Regions from separate parts of the Sus scrofa genome. Here regions 1, 2, 3, 5, 6 and 7 are each linked to region 4. Evidence: chromatin contacts called from public targeted proximity ligation data. All regions are on one chromosome and are shown on one strand. The core of a region is the stretch at or near the end of the contact, and the rest is flanking DNA. Distances in the headings are between cores, read along the strand shown. Region 1 overlaps NSMCE2 (E3 SUMO-protein ligase NSE2). Region 2 overlaps NSMCE2 (E3 SUMO-protein ligase NSE2). Region 3 overlaps NSMCE2 (E3 SUMO-protein ligase NSE2). Region 4 overlaps LOC102165543 (a long non-coding RNA gene). Region 5 overlaps NSMCE2 (E3 SUMO-protein ligase NSE2). Region 6 overlaps NSMCE2 (E3 SUMO-protein ligase NSE2). Region 7 overlaps NSMCE2 (E3 SUMO-protein ligase NSE2).

The links.
Region 1: a contact with region 4 is called in a targeted proximity ligation map of alveolar macrophages. A contact is called at or near these places in 3 of 47 Hi-C or Micro-C datasets (embryonic fibroblasts, liver and subcutaneous adipose tissue) and 2 of 2 datasets of targeted methods (alveolar macrophages and skeletal muscle).
Region 2: a contact with region 4 is called in a targeted proximity ligation map of alveolar macrophages. A contact is called at or near these places in 1 of 47 Hi-C or Micro-C datasets (embryonic fibroblasts) and 2 of 2 datasets of targeted methods (alveolar macrophages and skeletal muscle).
Region 3: a targeted proximity ligation map of alveolar macrophages shows a contact between it and region 4. A contact is called at or near these places in 1 of 47 Hi-C or Micro-C datasets (embryonic fibroblasts) and 1 of 2 datasets of targeted methods (alveolar macrophages).
Region 5: a contact with region 4 is called in a targeted proximity ligation map of alveolar macrophages. A contact is called at or near these places in 1 of 5 promoter capture datasets (liver), 24 of 47 Hi-C or Micro-C datasets (alveolar macrophages, blood, brain and 12 more) and 2 of 2 datasets of targeted methods (alveolar macrophages and skeletal muscle).
Region 6: a targeted proximity ligation map of alveolar macrophages shows a contact between it and region 4. A contact is called at or near these places in 1 of 47 Hi-C or Micro-C datasets (embryonic fibroblasts) and 1 of 2 datasets of targeted methods (alveolar macrophages).
Region 7: a contact with region 4 is called in a targeted proximity ligation map of alveolar macrophages. A contact is called at or near these places in 1 of 47 Hi-C or Micro-C datasets (embryonic fibroblasts) and 2 of 2 datasets of targeted methods (alveolar macrophages and skeletal muscle).

The regions. Positions count from the first base shown.
Region 1 is chr4:14,488,026-14,491,527 of Sscrofa11.1, reverse strand. All of the region lies in intron 4 of NSMCE2 (E3 SUMO-protein ligase NSE2), which reads left to right. Among named protein-coding and RNA genes, the nearest start is that of WASHC5, 110 kb to the left of the region's middle.
Region 2 is chr4:14,379,881-14,383,529 of Sscrofa11.1, reverse strand. All of the region lies in intron 4 of NSMCE2 (E3 SUMO-protein ligase NSE2), which reads left to right. Among named protein-coding and RNA genes, the nearest start is that of TRIB1, 84 kb to the right of the region's middle.
Region 3 is chr4:14,417,940-14,421,661 of Sscrofa11.1, reverse strand. All of the region lies in intron 4 of NSMCE2 (E3 SUMO-protein ligase NSE2), which reads left to right. Among named protein-coding and RNA genes, the nearest start is that of TRIB1, 120 kb to the right of the region's middle.
Region 4 is chr4:14,075,280-14,079,178 of Sscrofa11.1, reverse strand. The region is part of intron 8 of LOC102165543 (a long non-coding RNA gene); the gene reads right to left. Among named protein-coding and RNA genes, the nearest start is that of TRIB1, 220 kb to the left of the region's middle.
Region 5 is chr4:14,573,033-14,576,626 of Sscrofa11.1, reverse strand. All of the region lies in intron 2 of NSMCE2 (E3 SUMO-protein ligase NSE2), which reads left to right. Among named protein-coding and RNA genes, the nearest start is that of WASHC5, 23 kb to the left of the region's middle.
Region 6 is chr4:14,439,708-14,443,247 of Sscrofa11.1, reverse strand. The region is part of intron 4 of NSMCE2 (E3 SUMO-protein ligase NSE2); the gene reads left to right. Among named protein-coding and RNA genes, the nearest start is that of TRIB1, 140 kb to the right of the region's middle.
Region 7 is chr4:14,360,702-14,364,194 of Sscrofa11.1, reverse strand. The region is part of intron 6 of NSMCE2 (E3 SUMO-protein ligase NSE2); the gene reads left to right. Among named protein-coding and RNA genes, the nearest start is that of TRIB1, 64 kb to the right of the region's middle.

The DNA.
Region 1 (3,502 bases), core at 13-2,512, 410 kb before region 4:
TAAAAATAGCATATTCTGAAAAACTGAAATTTTTTTTTTTTTAGATCAGTCGGTTATTAGCCATGCATCTCTCACCACCAATATATTTTTTTTCTAGTATAGTTGATTTACATTGTTGTGTTAGTTTCAGGTATATAGCAAAGTGATTGAGTTATATGTGTGTGTGTGTGTGTGTGTGTGTATACACATATAAATACATGTTTTCTAGATTCTTTTCCATTATAGGCTATTACAAGATACTGAATATAGTTCCCTGTGCTATACAGTAAGTCCTTGTTTGTTTTATATATAATAGTATGTATCTGTTAATCCCCAAATCCTGGTTTATCCCTCTCCCACCCCCTTTCCCCTTTGGTAGCCATAAGTTTGTTTTCTATGTCTGTGAGTCTGTTTCTGTTTTGTAAATAAGTTTATTTGTATCTTTTTTTAGAGTCTACATATAAGTGATATCATATGATATTCGGCTTTGACTTACTTTACTTAGTGTGATAATCTTTAGGTCCATCCATGTTGCTGCAAATAGCACTATTTCATTCTTTTTTGTGGCTGAACTGTATTCTCTTGTATATGTACACCCCACTTTTGTCATCCATTCATCTATAAATGGACACTTAGGTTGCTTCCATGTCTTGGCTTGTAAATTGTGCTGCTGTGAACATTGGGGTGCATGTATCTTTTCAAATTAGAACAGGCATTATTTTTTAAACACCTGTTGAGTGTTCACATTACCAGGCTAACTGTTCACTATACTTGATACTGTGCAATGATTCTATTTGGTATCTATAGCCCACATTTCCTGCTGTTTTTGCTAGATACTTTTTAAAGCACTTTACTTCCCTGTGGCCGCACTATCAGAGAAACATGGGTCGTTGTGACTCTTAACACAGAGCCACATAAAATCCGTGAACAACAGTCCACTAGAGTTTCACGGCACAAACTTTTAAATGAATCATTAATAGTATCCTCTCTATGTCGTTGCTCTTTGGGGTCTGGAGGGGCGGATAGACAGAAGGAGTTGAAAGAATAGCCTAAGATGCATTTCGTGTTTGCAGTGTTCCAAAGCCTGGATATAAATAATAGATGAGCATTTCTACTTAACTTATCTGGCTAGATTCCTGTGCCTAATGGCTGCATATATACCATAAACAGTGTGAAGAAGCAGCCATGGAAACACTTGTTTTCTTGTTGGGCTAAATTTACTCTGGGTTGAATATTAACACAGTGCCTGGCAGTACTTTAAAAGCAAAAATAGCTTAAGCGTGACTCACTCTGAGTCATTTACTGCTAGTGTGGCTATACTGCCTAGAGCTTGACATTGAACAAGTTGGCAGCCTGTATTGCTACATTTTTTCTAGGAACTCTGAACACATTTCATTCTTGTGAATTCGCTTGTGCAAGATATTAAATAGAGTAATATGTTTATTTTGTTTCAAAGTCAAATGAATTTGAGAATGGTGAAACTAAAGTATTTTTCTTGGGCTTTCTGGAAAAGCCAGATTCTCAGAATTCTGCTGTGGTTAAAAGACTTTATTTTATAAAGAATTAATAAAATGTCATGGAGCTTATGTTTTTAGATGCCTACATTTTTCTGATTGAAAACCTCAGATTGCCCTGAAAATCATCACAAAAAGCAAGCCTAGGTCGTACCACCATGTAGATTCATTAATTTTCTGACATTACCTGAGTTAGATGGATTGTGTCATTCAGGACACTCTTTCTTTTACTTTTCCTTACTTCTTCTTTAAAAAAAAAAAAAAAAAAAAAAAAAACCAACAAAAAACCACGATGAGGCATGCAGTGAAGCCTGCCTTATAGTTTAGTCGGGTATGTGACTGTAAACTTCTCTCTTGGTATTAAAGGTTATATAATGGGAAGTTCATTGGTTTTTGAAAGGCGGACCAAACCCACCCACGGGATTTCTATTGGCCCTTTAAATGTATTGCGTGCCTTTCCCTGGGCAACCCGCGTGGTTGAGGAAGGAGGGAGTTGCTGGTTGGCTGACTGCGGGAAAGCCTCTGAAGGTTCAGTTGCTCTCATGTGGGCTCGGGTCAGGAACGGCTGGGAATCTAAAACGATATCGATGAAGATGGTTTTCCCTTGATGTTGCAATCTTTACCATGTTTTTGTGTTTAGTTTCTGGAGTTGCCTAACAGTATAATTTCAATCAAGGCTTAGTTTCAGCTCTTTTATTATAAACTGTGGGGAACAGGATTTTTTTTTTTTTCTCCTCCTTAAAGGCGCTATCATTTTGCCTCAGGAGTTCTATGATTTGTATAGAAAGACAGCCTGAAACCAAAATGAGCCTAAGCTAATGCTAGATGTTGTTTTGAAATTGTTTTACCATAAAATTCTTGCATTAGGAGATGTAACTCAGGCAGAGAATTTCAACATAGTTGCATAAATTGTGTTTCATATTACAACTTGTTCTCTACTTGACTTCATTGAAATTAATAAAAGGACTCTTTCAGAAGGATCTGGTGAGTTAGCATCATTGTTTAAAAAAAAAAAAAAAGGAAAGAACTTACTCATAATGTATCCTGTGTTGCTAAGTTTTCAAAGCTAGCTATCTCAGCCACACCCAGAAAGCCCTTTCAGAGGACTGAAATCCACTTACTCATTTATGCTGGCTTAGAATTTTCTTCCCAGTAAAGGAAAAAAAGTAAAAGAGCTGAGATCGAGCTGAAATTTCCCTGAGATATATGATGATTTCATGAAAAACTAACATTTGGAAATTGAGTGGCTGCCAAGTCTTGAATGTAATACATAGTTCCTTATTCTGTGGTTAAAGAGATCCTTTAAAGCAGGGCTTTCCGACTGGGGCTTTGTGGGTGCTAAAAATATCCCCAAGGTGCTTATTGTACCCGGAAGGGGTGCCATCACCCTGCCCTCCATCTAGAGGAGGGAATGCCAGTCCCGCTGTAGCCTTCCCTTGCATGCTGGTCATGTGGTCCCTTTGCTGCTCATTTTGGTGGCATATAAATGAGTTATTTGTATGGCTTCAAAATTAACTCCACAGAGTTGAGTTAACCAGCCCTTTTTGGGTTGTCAACTTTGGTGGCTTAGTCTAAATGAAGCTCAGCCTAGCCCAGTAGTCACTCTGTTATTATCAGTTACCTAGATTTGTTTTGTACACAGAATTACATTTGTTAAAACAACATAAAGACTTCACGCAGGGTCTGGCATAAAGTAGGCACTTAATAAAAGCTCGTCAAATCTGAATTTACTTATATGGCAAATATTACAACCTTATTTGATCCACAAAGCTTTCTTCCTTTCATTCATTCCCATCCTCAGACATTTATGAGCTCTTCTCATATGCCAGAAACTGAGGTATTTGAGACAAAAAAATTAGCAAACCTTCAAGAAGTACATTCTTAACTCGGAAAGGCTGATGTGCAAGTTATTAAATACATTAGTCATATGCTTTTTTTAAAGGCTAGGTACAAGGCTGTCATTACATCACAGTAGTAACATTGTTTGTTAACCACTGACAGTCATGGAC
Region 2 (3,649 bases), core at 115-2,614, 300 kb before region 4:
AGTTATTTGAGATCTCTTTCTTTTTCTATAGCGTTTGTGAAACAAGTCCTGAGAGCCCTTTTCCTTCTCTCTTTTTCTCCTTCCTCCTTTGTTTTGTCCCTTCTTACCATCTGCCTTTTCACTTCCGCTGGTGTGGCCTTCTGAGGCTTGTCAGTGTCCGCAGACTCAACACTGCAGCGCTAGGACCGAGACCCCCACCGGCTTTGAAGATGAACAGGAGCAGCCAGTCACCCTGTTTGCCGTCTCAGAAACTGCCTCCAGGTTTCCTCACAATGTTTTCTTATTGCCTGGATGTGTGTATCAGGTCCTTGTCTCTAAAGAGGGCAAAACATCTTATCTCGTCTTCACTGTATCCCCATGGAATCGTCGAGAAGGCAGTGATAGCCCACAGGACATTTAACCCCTATCCCCCAGTGTATAGGAGAGCCGCATGGCACCTAGGTCTAGACTTGACCTGCCCACCCCCGAAGTCCATGTCTTACAGGATTCTTCTCTGGGTCTTGAGCAGAACCGCTTTTCTGCAGAAAAGCTAGGGAGTGAACAGAACAAGGACCCCTTAAGATTGGATCCCATGTATCAGCCCTGAGCCCCTACTGTGCGCCCTGCACTGCAGGTGCAGAGATGAGCAAAGGTGGTCCCTGTCCCTGAGTTGCTTACAGATGAGTCAGGGAGACAGTGGCAGAAGCAGATGCTTACGGATGATTTAAGTTGGGGTGGGGGGAGCCCCTGAGTGGGAAGGTTCCCCAGAGGAGGGCGGTGGCCTTGGTGAAGTGCTCTCCTGGGCTGCTGCTCACTTCTCTGCGCTTCTGCGCTGCCCAACCCAGGCTCGCACCGCTTCAGCCACTGTCAGCCCCCTCTGCTTCCCTGTCGTGCTCCCCTTAATTCCCACATGCCCTGGAGCATGTGAGCTCTCAGTGAGAAAGAAAATCCATCCCTTCTGAATCTGGGGTGTGGATGAGGAAAAGAGTAATAAGGTTCCATGCTAAGCATATTGTCAAGTGCTGTGAATGTCATGGAGGAGGAAGTTTTAAAGGGTGATTTCTTCATGTTTACAAAGCGAACAAATGACTCAGATCTATTGTACACATTCACAAGAGCTGTGTCCTAAGCTGATCCCGATTCTGAAGTCACGTGTCTTCCTTTGCACGTGGGGAAGGTTTTAAAGAGGGCAGAAACTGGGGAGATAGGGTTGGGGGCGCCGGGAAGAGGAAGGCTTGGTGACAAGGACTTAGTTCTAGGTGTGTGAGTGCTGGTGCCTTTCCTGGGCTCCGTCATGTTAAAGATGTCCCACGGCCCTCAGCCCCCTCCTCCCTTCCTTCTAGCTTTCTCTCTTCCTTTCCCTCCCTCTCCCCCTCCCTACCCCCCGCTTCTTCTCTCTCTGCATCTCTCTGCATCTCTCTCTCCCTCTATGTATCTCCGCCCCTCCCTCCTCCCTGTTTCTCATTTTTCTTCTTCCTTCCCGTTGGCAGGGATTTTTTTTTTTCTCCTTTGGTATGTTTTCTGTTAAGCTAACTTCAGACGAGATCCTGAGAACTGAAAACAGATGTCGAGGCAGCGCAGAGCATCTGTGGGTGCATCACCCTCGGAAGCCCTGATTGGCTCCGAGCGCTCCGCAAGCCGGGGAGCTGGGCTGTATCTCGGCTGGCTTCACGGACCTTGCTGCTGACAGGACTGTTCAGCTTCACTAGATTTGGTCCCTCGGGCTCTGACCTTTTTGAATTTCTTCCATGCTGAATGCACTTTGGGGATTATTCTCCTTTCTTTTTTTCTTCTCTCTCTCTCTCTCTTTTTTTTTTTTTTCCAAACATGACTACATTGTGCCACTGTAGAGAAGAATTTTTTTTTAATGGATTAAAAATAAACCTTGATACTCTTTATCCAGTGCGTGTCCAAAGGAAAAATAAGCATATTTAATTAATACCAGCTTCTGCAGCACTTTGTAACTCCCATGCTGGGTAATCCGTTGGAGTCATCTGTTTGATCAGACTCAAGGCCTGCCCTCACTTAGTAAGACAGGTACTTCCTCTTCTCTGAGCTTTATCCCAAAATGGGTGTCTTCAGTGGCTCCTTGCCTTCTGTCCTTGGAAGATTAAAACTTACCATTTATTTGAGAAGATGTCCAAAACAAAGTATGATATGGGTGCTAGCCTTATTCTGTTATTACAGTCTTGTGTTCTCTACAGGAATTTCATTCTTTTTGTCTTGAGCTTCAAAATCAGAGGAGCTGGAAGAGAAGATGTTACATAAATTACATGGTGAAATATTACCTTGTAGAGGGAGCAGCTAAGTTTGAAATATCACAACTGTCGTTGGGATAACAAACCACCTAGAAAATATCAGGGATTGAAATGGTGTCATGCCCCCGTCTTACCCCAAATTGAAATGTTGCAGATTTAAAGTTGAGCGGTTATAATTTTTTTTTGTCTTTTTGTCCTTTTTAGGGCCGCATCCACAGCATATGGAGGTTCCCAGGCTAGGAGCCTAATTGGAGCTGTAGCCACCAGCCCAGCAACACCAGATCCGAGCCACATCTGCGACCTACACCACAGCTTATGGCAACGCCAGATCCTTAACCCACTGAGCAAGGCCAGGGATCGAACCCAAAACTTCATGGTTCCTAGTCGGGTTCGTTTCCACTGAGCCACGACAGGAGCTCCATAAATTTTAAAGTTTCTTTTAAAGATATGATGCTCTCTAGCCTTGATTTCATGGTGTGTTTCAGTCTGATAAATTGGATAAACAAATCTGTCCACCCCCGACACCATCGGTCCTGTTTGCCTCTTAAATATTACCTGGTCTCATAAAGGGTGCTCGATGTAGACACAATGAACTGCAATATTTTGTCCTTATTTTCCTTCAGTCTTTTTTCTAGTATACTATTTTTTAAGATTAATTAGTCATACTGCATATAGAAGGTTTTTTTCTACCTTATATAACCTAAGCATTTTCTTTTGATATTGTTTTTCATGTCAATCAGATTTTGAGACTAGCGAGGCCACAGTTCACTTAAATTCTCAGTCTGTCAAATATCTAGATTTCCTCAGTGTTTCTCTATTATAAACACTGCTGTACTTGAATATCACTGCCTGTACACTCTGGCTAAACTCAACAAACTTAAGAGAAGTTGCATGTTTTTGGTAACTGATGGTTATTGTACTTTCCTCTGGATATAGAGGATTTGGGGCAAGGGACCAGAATCACAGATGATATAAAGACATAATGAGGAATAGTTTATTCTTGGATCATGACCTCTATCATCTTGCTTCTTGATAACTTTCTTTTTAAAAAAATTATTAGAGTATAGTTGATTTACAGTGTTGTGTGAGTTTCAGGTATACAGCAAAGCGTATCAGTTATACATATACATATATCCATTCTTTTTTAGATGTTTTTCCCATATAGGTTATTACAGAATATTGAGTAGAGTTCCCTGTGCTATACAGCAGGTCCTTGTTGGTTATTTATTTATTTATTTATTTATTTATTTATTGTCTTTTTACCTTTTCTAGGGCCGCTCCCGCAGCGTATGGAGGTTCCCAGGATAGGGGTCTAATCGGAGCTATAGCCAATGGCCTATGCCAGAGCCACAGCAACGTGGGATCCAAGCCGCGTCTGCGACCTACACCACAGCTCACAGCAATGCTGGATC
Region 3 (3,722 bases), core at 1,167-3,666, 340 kb before region 4:
CCCAGTTGGGCTCTGTGTGCCTGTTTTCAGTTGGCACAGCTGGGAGAAGGGCTGGGAGGAACAAAGGAGAGAAAGAGCCGGTAATTAACCCCCTCATAATATATCATCCCATGTCTGCCTTATTCATTCCTTGGCTTTAATATGCATTTTTGTAGCTTAGTCTGGGATGGGGTTCGGGGCCAGGGGGGGCGGGGAGTCTGGGAGGTTGGATGTATCAGCTCAGCTTATGGGCAGAGCTTGAATTTTGTCTCCCCCATAGTAAAGGGAAGCAATAACTATACATTTATAGAGCTGGCTTTGTTTGTTGAAGCTTTAGTAAATTCTGTTTTGAACATTCTATGAAGTAAAATATTATTTTGGCTAAAACTTAGGTATATCATGACACAGTGATAATTTGCCTCTAATGAAGATCTTAAACTACCACTAACCCTAGCCGTGTGCCTTTAGAACTATCGAAGAAGAGCTAAAGCATGTTTATTAAAGTAGGAGTTATACTTAGAGTCTTATTTTTGCAGATTATTAGCCCTTGAGTAATAATAAAAAATAATGCTGGCCAGCCCCTATTGAGCAGTGAATATGTGTTAGGTGTAACACTCATAGCATTGCGTAGATTATCTCCTTTATTTCCTTCCATAGTCCTCTGACAGAGGTGCTGTTCTTACGGTCCCCTTTTACAAACTAAGGTTTAATGAAATTTAGCGCCTGCCTTATCCAGAGCTCGCACCCTGAGCTCTCCAACAAACTACTTCGCCTGCATGTGTGTCACGTTAATAGATACTAAACTGTTCCCTTTTCCTCAACCAAATCACAGACTAGAAATAGTGCAGGAGTAGGGAATATAAGAGAGAATGTGAATGCATGAATCAATGAATGAGTGAATGGGATAGCAGACCTCAAACAGGGGAGCAAATGGATGAGTTTTGTTATAGTAGGGTTTGGCTTTTTGTCTTTGTTTTTGTCATGTCATGGTAGCTTTTGTCAAAGCTTTTAAAGTTTCTTTTCCTCTGGTACATTCTTGCACACAGACCTAAGGCAATAACTGCTGAGGAGAGCCACACTCAAGGCTGGTTATTCCTGGAGGAAAATGGCCAAGATGTCTCTGTCATGGAACAAAAATGGATCAGAGATTTTGCTTGTTCTTTTCTGTTAAGAAATTAGGATAAAAAAGAATATGATACCAGTTTTCCTTCAGAAAGCCAAGCATTTCTGAGTACCTGTTTTATCCATAGAAAATACAGCATATATTTAGAAATTCGGGAAGTATTTTCTTTCTGATGCAAACAATGTTATTTATGGTCACTTATTCAATTAAATTACGAGAATCACTTCACTGGGCCATTTTACTCTGAGATGTCCTAAAATCAATGAATGAATTAATGTCTCTTTTACATTCACGCACACACACGCACACGCACACTTCCTACACACCCATTTTTAAGAGCCTCTCATACCATTCATGCTTTTTAGTCAAGGTAAGTGTCTGAGTATAATGTAACTGAAGTCACATTCCTATAAAAATGCCTTGCCAAAAGGCAGTTCTTTAAGCCAGTAATCTTCTCCAGCGTAAAACAGGCTCCCTGGAGTTTATCTCATCCAGTCCTTTCCCTGCAAGGGTAGCTGTTCTTTAGTCTGCCCCAAACAATCTCCACTAAGTAGCCGTCTTTGGTTGAGGCACCTCCTGGGACAGACGGCTTGTTCCTTTTTCAGGAAGTTCTAAATGGTCAAAATTAGTTCCTTCGTTAAGCCAGATGCTGTGTTCTCTGATGCCTGCTTTTCTAACTCTTCAGGAATGAAACACGGTGAAAACTAGGGTGGAATATCTTAATTAACAAACATTTATTACTTCCCAAAGGCAAAGCAATTATGGAATGTTTCAAAATATTACTCTGGGTGCTTCATAACATTAACCCTTAATGTGGAAGAAGCAGCACAGGCTTCGAAGTCAGATAAGAGCAAAAATAATGCTGACTGTATGCCAGGCACTGTTGTAAGCACTTTCTAGAAGTTAACTCATTAATCTTGACCACAGCCCTCTGAAATGTGTACTACTGATATCACCGTTTCTACCGATGAGGAGATTGAGACACAGAGTTAAGACGCTTGCTCAAAGTCACCGAGCCAGTAGGTGTCAGAGCCAGCTTTTGAAATGGGGCATTCTGGCTGAAGAGACCCTGCCTCTTGACCCCTGGGCTCTGTTGACTCAACCAGAGCATCACATCCCACACCCAAACCTCATTAGCCAGGCCATGCAAGGCCCTTCCCTAACCTGCCTTCACTTTAGTTTCCTCATCCGTAAAAATGAGCAAGGTTGTTGAAAGAATTCAGTGGAGTGCCATTGAACTTGACCAGTGGTTCTTCACATCTGTGGATCTGGTTTTTTGTTTTTTTTTAAGTTGAGGCCCCACCCAGAACTTCTGATTCATTTAAATACTTTGTGGTGTGTGGTTTGCAGTCACCGGTTTGAGACGCATGTCGACATTGCTTCAGAGTAAGCAGGGTGGGCCTTTTTTTTTTTTTTCATTTAATCTTCTTGATAACTACAGAATTCATTAAAACGTTAGGCAGGATGGATAGGATTAAGTTTGGGGTGACATTAAAGAGTCTGACTTTGTAATCGCAAGGGGGTGGTTCCTCAGATGTGTAAAATGTACTTCCTCGCCTCATTTGTGGCTGAAATATTTATCTTCCTGGATACTCAAGGCAGCACATCTCATGAAGAGCTGCTGCTAGGAATAAGGAGTGTGCTGTTTTTCCGCTTTATTTGATAGCTCCTTTACTGTGACCCACTAAACTATCCTGAAAGTAAACCCTTCAAAATATGAATAGCATCACCTCCAAATAGTTTGCATTTTTCATCTGTACATAGTGAGACTCAAGAAGTTATGAATGTTTAGGTTGCTTTGGCTTCTCATCATAAGTGCGTTGGCTGAATCAAGAGCAGATAACTTATTCCTCGTTATCTTTTGATGTGAGAAAGGAAGACCCCTAAAGAAAACCACACACTCCTCTTATACAGTTATTTAAAGAGAATTGGGGGCTGATTAAATTCGTCTAGAACAGCTGGAGAATCTGTGCGTGTGGCAGAAGAATGCCACGTAGCTGGAGGACTGTTACTCGGATCCTGTAATTTTGCCTTTTTTGAGCTGTAACTGGGTCACTTCAAGGGCTGTGTCATTTCAGATCTCAGGCCAAAGCAGATCAAAGATAACAAAGCAGATTCAGAATCTCAGAGGTTGTGGTATCTCAGTGGAGTGGTACTGTTCCATTCAACAGTCATTTACAGGACATTATTCATTAGGCACCAAGGATGCAAACGCAACAGACACTGTCCCCACCGTCAAGTGGACAGTCTGTGGGAAGGCGGGAGCAGGTGGTTTCTGTACAGTTGGGCAAGCGTCACGGTGGAGGGAGATGTGGGCACTTTGAGAGCGGAGAGGAGGGTTGCCACATCTTGCCTGGGGGAGGAGGCGAGAGGGTAAGGATGGGGCTGATCTGAGAAGGCTTCCTGGGGCACGGAGTGCCGAGATGAGATGGATCAGCACTCGCAGGGTGAAGAGGATAGGACATTCCAGCCAGCAGCCTCTGTATCCTCCTGAGCAGGTTTTGTTTTGGTTTTGTTTTGTTTGGGTCTTTTTGTCTTTTTAGGACCGCACCTGCGGCATATGGAAGTTCCCAGGCTAGGGGTCAAATCGGAGCTACAATTGCCGGCCTACACCACAGCC
Region 4 (3,899 bases), core at 754-3,253:
CTTACCAGTGTCCTGGATTCAAGGGATAGCTCAGGTGTTATCTCACATTTCATAGCCTGCTAAAGTTCACAAAGTGCTTTTTTTTGGGTGGGGGGAGGTGGCTGCACTTGCAGTATATGGAGGTTCTCAGGCTAGGGGTCAAATCCAATCTGTAACCTCCGACCTACATCACAGACACAGAAACACCAGGTCCGAGCAGTGTCTGTGACATATACCACGGCTTACAGCAATGCTGGATCCTTAACCCACTGAGTGCAGCCAGGGATTGAGACTGTCCTCATGGATGCTAGTCAGATTCATTTTCGCTGAGCCACAATGGGAACTCCTTTTTTCTGGCTGCACTTGCAGAATATGGAAGTTCCCAGACCAGGGATGGAACCCCAGCTGCCACAGAAACAATGCCAGATCCTTAACCTGCTGCCCCACAGCAGGAATTCTACAAAGTGCTTTTTTGTTGTCCAAATTTGAATGATAGAATTGAGACAAAAAACTGTCAGGCTGTGGTCAAAAGCTAGTTCATAGAGGATCTGGGTACAGAATGCCTGAGGGACCAGATGTATTAATTGTTTTTATTTGTTCATTTATTCATGAGCATATACTGAGCCTCAGACTATGTGTGAAGCTCTGTGCTGGGCTCCGGGGACATGGTGGTGAATATGACATGGTTCTTACACTAGTGACATTCAAACATGGAATCCACCAAAGAAGGGGCAGGACTGAGAATAGGAGAGGGCCTGAGTCTGGGAACTGTACCGGACAGGAATCAATAGATGATGCTTTTGACCTGCATCCCAGAGAGTGAGGGACCTTAACTGAAGCCTTCGAGTTCATGTTCTGAGGCTCCCTTCATTCTGGGTGCTGCCCCAAGCAAGGCAGAGGGGGAGGTGGAGCTGAGGGTCATGGAGAGACTGCAGGCCTTGGGGTCCTGCATATTCTACCTGCCAGGTAGGTGAGTGGTCTAGGATCATGTAACTTCTGAGACTTAATCTTCCACCTATAAAATGTGGATACTACTACTTACTTGCCAGGGTTACTGTGAAGACTAGTAAACAGCAAATCTAAAGAATAAATGTGCCCTTGATAATGTCAGATACAGAGATGCTTAATAAATGGTAGTTACATAGAAATAAGGGTGAGATAGAATCATTGGCTTTAAGAAACTTACTCTATACCTGGCAGGGGTGGGATGGGGGTAGGATGGGAGAGTGGCATTTGCCAGTGTGTGTGAGAGAAGAAATGAGTATAAGTCCTACATTGGATTGCTTACAAACAAGATCAGAATCCAGAGAAGAGAGAGAACAGTGTGGGCAGAGGCAAGGCTTTGTGGAAGGACCAGAGAGGTGGCCAGTTTTCAGCTTTGGTTCTATAACCAGACTCCATGGGCTCATACATGAATTCCATTTCCCTTATTAGCTCTGCGTTCTTGGGCAGATGTTATTAATTCCCTCAAGACTCAGTCTGTTCTGCTGTAAAGTGGGTATAATGGTGGTACTTACTTATTGGGTAGTTCAGGGAGTTAAATGAGCTAATTCACAGAAATGTTAGCACAGTGCCTGGCACTTAGTGACAGTGCCCTGAATCTTATTCCTGATGAAGTGAATCTTGAAAATGAATGACCTCATTGTAGTTACAAGGATACCAGTGGAGTACCTGTACACACAAAGCGTTCCTTAAATGCCTTATATTTCTTTGTATCTTCCCTCGGCCCCTGGCATAGTGGCTGGCCAGAGGTTAGTTTGCATATGAAGAAGTTGGCTGGGAGAATGATGATGGGTTAAATGGGGGCCATTCTAAGTAGGGGAAACAGCAAAAGTGAAAACAAATCAGTGGGCAATGGCCCAAATCTTCAAGGAATTTAGGAATACTGTTCAGTTTGTGAAGTCAGTTAAGCTCTCTGTCTCCCCCTGGTGGCCATAAAAAATATACACAGCTCCCTTCTTGGGCAAAGCCGTCCTCGCTTCAAAGAGAACTGTCATCTTCCTCCCCTCAAGACCCAGGAGAGGATGTGCTCTGGCTGTGATTCAGCCTCGCAGACTGATTCACGACCTGTCTCGACTGCAGTGACTTGCTCTTGGTGACACTTCCTGAGGAATAACAAACAGTGATGTAAGATCAGCTCAGGAATGAAAGAAAGAGCTGTTGTTTAAGCTCTTCTCTTTTTATCCATTCAAATTCTCTGGAACGCTGCTCTTTGACCTCCTCCTTCAGGAGCCACAGTGTCAAATAATCTCCTCTTTCTTGTGTTATTTGGGACAATTGATCATGTAATGATGACAACGGCATCGCTGGATTGTTACTCTGTGGCAGGCACTGTGCCAAACTCCACACATTTAACTCATTCATCCTCCCCAAACAACCTTCTAGGTGTTCTTTTTTTTTTTTTTTATCTTTTGTTTTTTCAGGGCCTCACCTGTGGCATATGGAGTTTCCAGTCCAATCGGAGCTACAGCTGCCAGCCTACGCCACAGCCACAGCAACGCAGGGTCTGAGCTGTGTCTATGACCTACACCCCAGCTCACGGCAACACCAGATCCTTAACCCACTGAGCAAGGCCAGGGATCAAACCTGCAACCTCATGGTTCCTAGTCGGATTCGTTTGCACTGCGCCACAACAGGAACTCCTAGGTGTTCTTTTTGATGCAGTTTTTCAGATGAGGAAGCTCAGGCACAGTGAGGAATGTGGCTAGCTCAAGGTGACACAACTAGTATTTGCAGAGCCAGGATTCGAACTCCAGAGACCTGGCTCCAGAGACTATGCACTAACAACTGTACCAGCTGCCTCCTGTTGACAAATCCTGGCTCACTGTCATCTATTACTGGACCTTTGAGGCATGAAGGTCTTGTGTCCCCAACTCGGAGCCCCTGGTGGAGGACAGTGTTCTCACACTTTCACCATCGGAAAATCTTGGAGAGAAACGGTTTGAAAAGCACATTCCTGGGGTCCCAACCTCTGAGCTGATTCAGCCCGTCTGGAATGGGGCCCAGGAGTCTGCACTGTTCATAATGGTAATGATCTCTTGTGGAGTCGAATCTTTGACGAATCACTTCCAGCCTCCCCGAGTCTCTATTTCCCTGTCTGTAGAACAGGTGTGCTAATCTTGACCTCAGTGTCACTCTTGTAAGGACCATCTGTTTAGGATGGCTCATGTTGGGTGACCAGTGTAGTGCCTGGCACACAGCGGGCATTCCTTAGATACCCCTGCCCTTGATGCTTCCTGTTTTTTTGTGTCTCCCATGGCCCCTTGGTACAGGGGAGTGTCAGCTGGGAAGCTGACAGGGAGTATCTTCAGTCGTATGCGCTATGACAAAATGGGATTTTCTGGTTCAGGAGTGGACACCTCCTCCTCTGAGTCACAGTGGTACAGTGCTTGACATAAGCCTTGGCACAGTGGGTTCAAACCTCAGCTTCCCATCTGAGCAGGATGGGGCAGTATACCTTCCTCAAGGGTTGCCGGAGAATCCTCCCATAAAAGTATACATGGGGCAGGGCTGGTATAACCTTCCAAGCATCATCCTTCTTTTTACCTGGGCCATTTCTACCCAGAGGCTGAGTGGAGTTCCAGCCAGGCCAGGGGCTGAGTGGGTGAGCAGTTTGGGAAGATGTGAGCTTGTCCCGGATTTCTGGAAGGCAGATCCTGGGCGGCAGGGCAAGGCCAGGAATGGCTCTCAGGACTGCAGTAGATGGGCATGCTTCACTTCTGACGTGGAAGAAAGGGAGAGAATGTCCGAGGAGGCTCTGAGGACTTTCCACTTGACCTCTGGGGTTGATGTGGCTGTGGGACTGAGATCCTCCTTTCATTGAGGGGAGCAGCTAAGGAGGCAGCAGGATCAGCCCTTGTGTGGTCTCCAAAAAGGGAATCATTAATGCTCGCTTCTCCTTTGCTTTACCCCACATCTCC
Region 5 (3,594 bases), core at 852-3,351, 500 kb before region 4:
AAAGTACCAAAAAAAAAAAATGTTTAGTTCAGACCAGAAAAACTGTGAGGCTATTGAGATCACAACGTTTTAAGATCAGCTCTTCTAGAAATGAGGAATATACCTCTCATTTCCACCAGCTTCATTTCCAGTTATCCAGGTTACTCAGTTCATTTACTTACCAGCGATATATGTGTCTCATATTTATTATTTACTATTCTAAGTTGGTGCCTCTTGATTTTGTGGTTGATAACTTTTAAAAGCCACTTTAAAAAGATGTATCAACAGTAGGTGTAATTCTCTCAGCGGGCCAGTTGTGTGGCGAATAGTTTGGGGATGTTAAAAAGTGTGAAATGTGTTTTTCTTTCCTCTTGGCTTCCTTCGTCAGAAAGTTGAGCAGTTTCCTTTTTAAGGGCTCTGGAGAGGAGAGCTTGGGCTGCTCTTGGCCTCACCTCACCTCATGTTACCACTCTCACTCCATAAATTTCCAACCATTCCAACACCTCCAGATTTTCTTTCTTCCACTGACTGTACCAACCTGAAATTTGGCTTGGTTTCTCCACATGATGGCATGTGTGGAAATAATTGCTTGCTCTGCTCTCCTGTTTGCTGAGCTCTCCCATCCATATTAAGGTGTCACTTTTTGAAATAGTAAATGAGTCATCTTTTAGATTTCTAAAACAGAATCTGTATAGTACCTGAGTACTGCCTCGGTTTTTCTAGATGCTGGAGAATAACAATTTTTTTTTTTTTTTTTAGAATAACATTTGAGTTGATTTCTACTTTTTTTTTTTTTTTTTTAAATCTTTGAATCAGAGACGTGGCTTAGGTTTCAATGATCTAATAGAATGTGAAAATGACCGCTACAGAAAGAACTGAAATGGTGTCGCTCGATCAGATTTTAAAATTAAACTAGCATTTTGTATTATACGTATGATCATTGAAAACAATTAAGACTAGTTTAATTCTAGGCAAAGAGTACAATTCATGGCAGAGGTAGAACAGACTTAGGATCATTTTTGAAACATCAAGGCTTTTTAAAAGACATTGAAGTTTGTCTTTCAGTAAGCAGAAACATGCTTTTATTTGATTGGTGATTAACAGATGAAACCAATTTGATTATTCTAGAGAAAATTATTTTATTATCCAGACTTATTTATCCCTCTTCTTTCTGTGCTTTATAACTGAAATTGTGTGTTCTATATAAGTGGAAAGTTATATTTATATGTAGCAGCACTGTCCAATAAAAATATAATGTGAGCCGCGTATGTAACTTAAAATATTCCACCGTCCTCATTACAAAAGGCAAGAAGAGTAGGAATTAATTTCAGTAATGTTTTATCTAATCTAATGTGCCTAGAATATTATTTCAGTATGTAATCAGTATTAAAATTGAGTTATTTTTACATTTACATTCTTTTTTTTGTGCCAGGTTCCAAGTTCAAAATCTTATGATGGATCTCAATCCAGACTAGCCAAATTTCAAATGCCTAATTGCCACTGCATGTGGCAAATGGCAACTGTAATAGCAAGTAGAGAGGGTATTTCACTTTTCAGTGACTCTATCAAGAAATTTTAAGGGTAGTTAAATCAATCAGTTTTGTAGCTTTTTAGAGGTTTTGGTGATATTCACATTGAACCAGTTAGTAAAACAAGATAATACTATTTACCGATTTCTGTTTTTTCCTTTCTCTTTTTTCTCTTTGTATTAGTCGCCCTCTACCACTGGCGTGATTGGTATTTTAGGTTTTTCCCCAAATTGTTTAACCAGCTTAAACTTACTTCTGCAGATCCTATTAATATTTGCTTCTGTTTGAAATGTCACATGCTGATTTGACTCCACACCTACACTACTTTCATATTTTGTAGCTGATGTGGTAATTTAGTTTCTTTTGGTCTTGAGCAAGCTAGAGGGAGTAAGCCTCTTAAGCAGCCAGAACACTCTAGTTGCTGTAAACAATTAGGCCTGTCAGCAGTTGACCTTGGAAATGCTAATTTGCTTGTCTCTTGGTGCTGCTTCAGGCCCTGGCTTTCTCCCTGTGGGTGGGAGTTATGAACCCAGTTTGGAGAAGGCCCTTGGGGAAGCACCAAATAGATGTGCTTCTTGCTTCAGTTTTGCATGTGACCAAGTGCAAGAGGCATTCTTTGTGTGAACTTCTTTGAAGGGCTTTAAGAGCCTGCACTGATGCCTAGACTGAAGTTGAGAGGAAGCTTTGTTGACATTTGAATCTCCCCTTCCCCTGCATTCTAGCACTATCTGCCATAATGATTGATTTAAAATGATTTCATTAATGTTTCATTATATCCCTTGATGGGGTTTTACTTTTTTTTTGTCTTTTTAGGGCCACACCCACAGCATATGGAGGTTCCCAGGCTAGGGGTCCAATCGGAGCTACAGCTACAGGCCTACACCACAGCCAGAGCAATGCAGGATCTGAGCCGTGTCTGCGACCTACGTCACAGCTCACAGCAACTACAGATCCTTAACCCACTGAGCGAGGCCAGGGATTGAACCTGTGTCCTCATGGATACTGGTTGGGTTTGTTAACCATGGAGCCACAGTGGGAACTCTAGGTTTTATTTTTGATAACTAACCTAGATTTCTTTTTAACCCCTTCCAGTCAATTGCTCTATTTTTTATGACTACATCATATTCCATTGTTTGAATGTACCACATCTTATCTATGCATTCATTGTTGCTGGACATTGGGTTGTTATTATTAATAAATTATTATTTGGATATTATTAAGAAATATTGCTCTGAACGTTTGTGTACAAATTGATATCATGGTTTTGATTCGCATTTTCTGATGACTAATGAAGTGCAGTATATTTTCATGTGCTTTTTGGACATTTGTATTGGAGAGATGTCTATTTGGATCCTTTGCCCATTTTCAAATTGAGTTATTTCTGTCTCTATTTTTGAGTTGTAAGAGTTCTTTATATATTCTGGATGCAAGTCCAAAATCAAATGTATGATTTATATTTCTTCCCATTCTGTGAGTTGTCTTTTTACTTTATTGATAGTGTTCTTTAAAATATAGAAGTTTTTTATTTGGTGAAGTCCGGTTATCTATTTTCTCTTTTGTTACATGTGTTTTTGATCATACCTAAGAATCTATTGTCAAATCTAAGGTCATGCAAATTTATTCCTATATTTTTTCCTAGGAGTTTCACAGCTCTAGCTATTATATTTAGATCCATTTTTGAATTAATTTTTGTAGATGGCTTGACTAATGGTCCAGTTTCATTCTTTTGTATGTGGCTGTCCAGTTGTCCCAGCATCATTCTTCCCTCATTAATAGTCTTGGTACCTCATTGTTGAAAATCAGTTGACCATTGACATACAAGTTTATTTTTGGACTCTCAATTAATTCTATTCCATTGATAGAATTCTGTATGCCTATCCTTCTGCCATCAGCACATTGTCTTGTAGCTGCTGCTTTGCAGGAAGTTTTGAAGTTGAAAAGTGTAGTCCTCCAACTTTACTCCTTTTTTTCAAAATTGTTTTGAGTTTTTTTGGGGGGGGGTCTCTTGTAATTCTGTATAAATTTTAGGATCAGCCTATCACTTTCTACAGAGAAGCCAGCTGGGTTCTGATGGGATTGCATGAAG
Region 6 (3,540 bases), core at 53-2,552, 360 kb before region 4:
GCCTTGTATCAGGGAGTCTTCTGTGGCAGTTCACTGGAGCTTTAACACTACACATAGCAGCAAGAAAATAATTATAGAAATGGTTTTTTTGTTTTTTTTGTTTTTTGGGTTTTTTTGTGTACATATAAAGCTGTGTGGTATAGTGGAAAGAAAACTGGCTTTGGAGCTCAGTAGACCTGGGTTGAAATCTCTCCCAAGAGGAAGCTGGATGACACCACACCAGGTTCTTTCCAGCAGCAGTGTAGGAAGGATTAGATAATGATGTATGTCAGCTGCCTGGCATGGAACCCCACAATTAGGGCTTCATAAATGGTTGCTGTTATTTTTAAGCTCATTCAGAGACAAGATGTAATGCTCTAAGGGCCTTTTGATTTTTCCGTTGAATGACTGGACCAGGTAAATTCAACTTTTGAGGAATTACAGCCTCTTACAAGAAGCCAGTGAAACATTTTGATATTGGAGTCAACTAGACACACTATCAGCCCTTGTTCACTGACAAATATGGGCAGGTAATTTCAAGAGGTCAGTCATCAGTGTGTGCCTTCCAAAACATTATAGTCATGTTACAGTAAACTTTTTATATTTGTTGCGTCACAAAGATTTATTGAAGTGATAAAAGTTATTATGGAAAACAGTGTGCGGTAACTATGGTAACAGTTATTTGATCTCACAGTAATTAGCTAAGCATTTAGTTGCACAAGACTTTCACAATGCCTTCCTGGTTAGTTCATTAAACAAAATTAGCTTTTGTTTGAACTGCCTTTCTGTAGCGTCCTAAATTTGGTTTTAGTTCAAAAGAATTGAAAAGTGGGTTTTAAAACTACCTTTCCAGCCTACAGTTTGTGAACATATTTGAAGTTGCAACTGGTTGTTATCTAATTCTTCCTACCGCAGTATGATTGTGATTCATCACTGTCCTCTGAAGTGTGCCTTTCAGGTCACTGGAGTGGGCTAGGAAGTGGGCAGAAAAGTTGGAGGCTCGTTTCTTAATTCTAGCCCTGTTTCTGGCTCCATTGGTGGATTGGAGTCAGCTGGTGCCCTTCCATGACGTAGTTTCTATACCTGTGGAATTGGGTTGCTGTATTATGTGTGAGAATTTGAGATCTCTTGAATGTGGTCATTTCTTGAGAACCTGCTGGTGCTCTGATGGCACCTGGAGCTGGTAGGTGCCCAGTTTTCTCAAGCCCTCCCCCACACCTCACCCCCCCAACCGCCCCAGGTGCCTCTTCTGCCCTGTTCAGCATAACTCATGCTGCATTCAAGTTCCTCTCCTTTTGCAAGATGGATGGGACTGCCGGTGATTCACCGACGTGGTGATGTCACTCTCCAGGGACTTGCAGAGCTCTTGAGAAGGGGCCTCTGCACCTGGGTTCAAGGAAGGTTTCCCGACCCCATGACTCCTCCCTGTTCGCCCCCAGCATCCAGGTGAAGCCTAACCCCTACGGTTTGATAGGTGGAGGAACCTGAGCGCAGTGGAAAACTTCAAGCATTCAAGATTTCACAACAGACAAATAATGAAAATGAAACCAAAAAATGTTTTAACTCATTTACTAAAACTGAGGCGGTTCCAAGATCAAGTAGCACAACAGGGTTTTTAAACATTCAGTGAAAGTTCCTAGTACTGATTTCATTTTAATTCCTGTCAATGTAGTGATTTTATTTTTAGTTCACCTACTTTTTTAAAGACACGACTAGGTTTTAAAAACTAGTTGCTAGTGTTCCCATTGTGGCTCAGTGGTCATGAACCCAACTAGGATCCATGAGGACGAGGGTTTGATCCCTGGCCTCGATCAGTGAGTTAAGGATCCCACGTTGCCGTGAGCTGTGGTGTAGGTCCCAGGTGCCGCTCAGATCTGGCATTGCTGTGGCCGTGGCGTAGGCTGGCAGCTGTAGCTCAGATTCGACCCATAGTCTGGGAACTTCCATATGCCACAGGTGTGGCCCTAAAAAGACACACAAAAAAGAATAAAATAAAAACTAGTTGCTTTCTGAATTGTGAGGCAAGTTCCTCTCCCAATTGACTGGATATCAGCTACCAGTTTTCCACTGGGCAAATGTTTTGGGGGCCAGAACATTGCCAGTTCTGGTCATGTTTATTTGCATGACTAGACTGATTTCTATAGGATAAATGAATCTTCAGTTTCACTAACTAGGGTTAGACTTCTAATGATAGGAATCTATTTGTGCTTGATTGGTCTTGACATTTTTCTGGCCAATCCGAAGAGAATGAAGATAATAATAGAATAAGTTATCCCAGGTGGCTTCAGCACCTGATCCATTTCTTTTTCCCCCTTTTCCCTATTTTTGCTTTTATCCTGTATGATTTTGATGGCTAAGCTGGAAAGGACTCTTCACTCCTCTCTTCGTTTTCACATATGCTTCAGAGAATAGTGTCTTTCATACCATTTAGGAAAAATGTGACGTCCTTTGATTCAACTCTCGTTGCAGTTGCCATGAAACTTTCCCCAGTTTCTCTCCTACCCTGTCCCCTGTTCCCTGACTCTCCTGTGTCATTTGTACCTAATTCTTAGGCATATTTAACATTGTATATTATAACTTTGGGTTAAAAACAATCTTCCTCAGGGGGCTGTGAACACCCCCAGAGGTAAACCACTCCTGTGCCTCCCTGTATCTTCCTGTGGTACCCAGCGTACAAGACTGTGCCCGCAGCCAGCCAGCCAGCCAACCCAGTGACTTGTCCTCATCTCACCTCATCTTTCTCCGTGATGTCCTGAACTCTAGTCGTGTGTGTTTTCTCTTTTGCTGCCAAGCCCACCCATGCTGGATGTTTACCCTGCAACTTCTCAAATTTTGCATTCCTTTTGTCTAGACCTACACAATGACCTCTGTATCCATGTCCAATCACTTCAGAAAAAGAGGAAGGGATGTACTGTTTGCTGAGCATCTGTTGTGTTTTAGGTACTGTACAGTGGGTGTTAGTCATTCCACAACCCTGTGAGGTAAGTACTAATGTCCATATTTTTTAATCATGAAAACCAGGTTCAGAAAGAAGAGAAGCTAATTTTACTGGAAGACGTAGTATTTGAACACAGGGCTCTCTGTCTCCAAACCCTAACCTCCTTCACTTTTTCCAATCTGTTGGCTCCTTTTTGGTGACTCAGCCCAACGTGAATACCACATTAAGCCAGTTCATTAAAGCCATCGCCTGCAACCACCCTGTGCTCCTTTGATCTCTTGGCCTTCTGCTGTGCTATCAGTCAGCCGGAGGTCTCCCTCCCCCTCTGGGGCTCCTCTCCTGCTCTAGTGCTCTAGATCTCTGCTAAAGAAATGACACAGATTCTTCCAGACATGGCTTTTTACCAGAGACAGGCTGCCAATTTCATTTAGACAAAGAATGCCCAACCCACTCGCAGCCCCTGCAATGCCCACCGCGAACAGTGATAAACAGCCATGAGTACATCTCATTAGAGCCTCCCTGGAAGCCATTACCAACTGATGAGAAGTGAGATAGGATATAAAACCTACCTGCCAGTCTGATCCACTCCTGAACTTACTGTGGCTGAGTCGTTTTCCCACTCT
Region 7 (3,493 bases), core at 680-3,179, 290 kb before region 4:
AGAATCCAGGGCCTCTTCAAAACCTACTCCAGAGGTTCCTGATTAAAAATGAATTAGTGTCATTCCCCAGGATGCATGTTAGGGCGATGAGCAGTTCTGGGTTCCCTTTGTTTAAAAAACGGCTGTGACACATCCACTTTGAGAACCCTCAGTTCTTCCTCGTGGTTGCTTCCGATGATGTTTTGTTAGACGGAGTTCCAGGCACACTGCATTACTGGGCGCTGACTCCATGTTCCTGTCTGTGTTTGGGTCTCTTAGAAGACCTGTCTCCACTGGCTTAAGTCAGAATAAAAGTGTTGGGACTTTAGCCCTAACTAAATAAATACAGTCGTTAGAATAATTTCCTAAAGCACGTCACTTACTAACCGGGCTGTTTATTATCTTATTAATAAAGCTGCCCTATGGTTCTCATATTATAAGATATTTCCAGTTATCCACAGCCAGTGCTTTCCTTTTTTTGGTTTAAGATTGGGAAGCACCCTAACAAACAGTCGAGTTTAAGAGCATGGAGAGTAAAGTTCAGTTGAACAGAAATGTGTCGTCAGACAGCAGGACTCCACCATCGTGCTCGGAGTCCCTGTTTAAACTGTTTACCAACAAGTCAGTTGACCTCTCAGAGCCTCCATTTCTTCATCTGCAAAGTGGAAATAGCAACAGCATCTCACAGAATTTCATGATCCAAGGAACAGTGGGGAATTCCAGTCTAGGTCTGGACCAGCAAGTTTCTTGGCAGTGGAGAAGCAAACCACTTAGGAGAAAGCTCTTTTGAGACTACAGAGCGTTGAGCAAATAGCAGTCGGGTTACTGAGGTCGAGACCGTTCATGTTTTTATTACTCACCTCACTGCTTAGCGACACATTATTTTAGACTCAGAGGATGTAGGGTAGCATTACTCTGTGTGTAGGTATGATGGGAATCTGTCCCACTCGGATTTCCAGAGGTAGCTATAGTCCTGCGTTCTAGAACTTTCTAGAACTGGGTTGAACCTTGGAATTCTTGGAGCCCAGGTCCAGGAGCTCTTAGACTCAGAATCCTGTACTTTTGAACTGATGCTGAGACCAAGGTCCCCTACAGCCTGAGGGACCCCTAAGACCTTGGGTCCCTTTGTTCAGCAGACACATGCTTGATCGCTGCTGCGGTGGAATGTTCTGCCCTGTCGGTGACCCGAGTTCAGGACCCAGCCTCTCCTTCCAGGCCTCTGGGTCTGACTCCTGCAAGCAATGACGTGAGAGCTTAAGACTGGGTATTGCCACACCTGTCTTGCTCACCGGGATGTCGCGGGGATTAATGCCCAGATGCTTATAGAGAGTGTTCTTTCTCGAGAAGAGGAGTGCCCTGATTCAGTATCATGTCATTAGGATCTGGTCTTAGCCTCTTCAGTTTAGAAACTTGTGTTTGTTTATTTGAGACGGGGTGAGAAACAGGGTTCTCTCCCAGCCCCTGCATCAACCTCTCCTCCAGGCCTCGCCCCCACGCTCCCTCGGTGCCCCTGAGCCTGTGTCCGTGTCCCCCCGGCATTGTCCGAGGGGCTGGTGGCTCTTCTCCACAAGGTTCTTGAGAACAGACGTTGTGTGCTAGAGCAGGAACCGTTTGTGGTAGCACCTGAGTGAGTCCCTGGACCCTTGTCCCATGTCCTGCTTATTTCTCAGGACAAGCCTATGCTCTGCCTTCACAGAGGAGGAAACTGAGGCCCATTAATGAAGTCACTCACCCAGAGTGTCACAGCCAGAGGTTAGAGCCCAGGTTCTTTTCACTCTGGAGCCTGTATTTGAGTCATTAGGCCGTTGGCTCCCCTTGGGACAGCTTTTCGGTTAATGCCTCTGTCCCCAGAGTCGATCCGCCAAGTGAGCTCAGACCTCTTGGCCTGACACTGGTTCCATCCCACTGAGATAATCTGCAACTGATCGGTGTGGTTAATCCCATCACGCATTCTCAGAATGCTCTCATTTACTGACTGAAACCACTGATGTCATCAGGAAGTCCTCCCCACCTCACTCTCCACTTCCCTAAAACAGCTTATTCACTGTCTGGCTATTGGTGCTAAAGACTGTGTTCTGTGGAGGTGGGGGCGGGGGGGGGGGCACAGTCAGAGACGATGATCTGCGAGTCGATAAGCCTTAGCTGAGGGTCATCCCAGCAACCGACTTCGAGGTGCATTTCCGCTTCACGGAAGTTGAGGTCATGAACGGTGCCTCTTCCAAAGTCAGGAAAGTGTCCCTGTCCTTCTTATAATTGCATCTTATTTACTTTCACACTGAAAGAAGAATCCACTTTGAGACAGCAGGATGTTTGGAACAGGCGTCAAACACCTCGAACGCAAAGCCAAATCATCAGAACCATGCACGCTTGCATCGTCTTTCATAGGATCACCTTCCGTTAGTCATATTGTAACACCTACCCCTGATCATAGGAGGTCATTTCAGTATTTTAAAAATAAATAATGTTAGCAAACATATTATTCATTCCATTGAGTAAATGCCCCTCTAATATCAAGCTACCTTGGTCCAGAAATCAAGACCAAGAAAAAGATTCTCTTTTGTGTTGACCTGCTGAGCTTTCCACTGCTGAGCTCCCATGATCAGCTTTCTTCCCCTTCTGGTGTGTAGCTTTGGTCTTGTATTTGTTGTTTTTGATCTTAATATACTTGTGCTTTTTGGAGAGTTGTCTCAGATCACTGGGCTGGAGCTCTGTGTGGGGCAGGAAAACTATATTTGTATTTCACAGTTGGACGCTTAGAACCTAGCACAGGGCCAATCACATAAAAGAGTCAAATGATGCATTGAATGTGCACATGTCTGTGCTGGAGGTGTGCAAGCTACGGGCAGATCAGCAACTTTAATCCTGATCGTGAAGACCCGTGGTCAGGAAACAAGTGATAATCGTAGGAGATGGTGAAGGGAATGAATGTCATGGAGAATGGTGTTGCCTGGAGCCCTGGGAAATTTGGATTCTGTCCCTATTTTAAATCTGAGGACACAGAGGCTCCAGAAGGTAAAGTGAGTTGTCTATGGTCTTGTAACTGTAAGTAGGCGCTCCACTCAACCAAAGTCTGGTTCATGTTGAGAAGAAATCAGGTGACTTCATCCAACCCTCTGCCTTCAGAGGAGACCACATCTAAACAGAACCATGACTCACCCACTGATTTCTTCAGCCACAGCTTTTCCCCTGAGTCCCCATCACCCCACTCAGTCTCTCCACCGAGAGGACTGACCAGTGAGCATTTCAGAGAGAACATAAAGCAACAGGGACTCCTGATTCCATCCCAACCTGGATTCCCAGTTGTTTCCATGGAGACAAGGGGTGCCACCAGTCTCCCTTCAGCTCCAGCCAAACTCTTTGAACGAAGGTCATCCCTTTCCTTTACCCTCCACGTTCAAGTCCTTCAGCAAGTCCCACAGCTCCTACTTCCGGTTGTGTCCGGAAGCCGATCACTGCTACACCCTCATCCAAGCTCTCCCTCCTCTCTTCCCAGCTTCGCCTCTGCCCGTGTTCC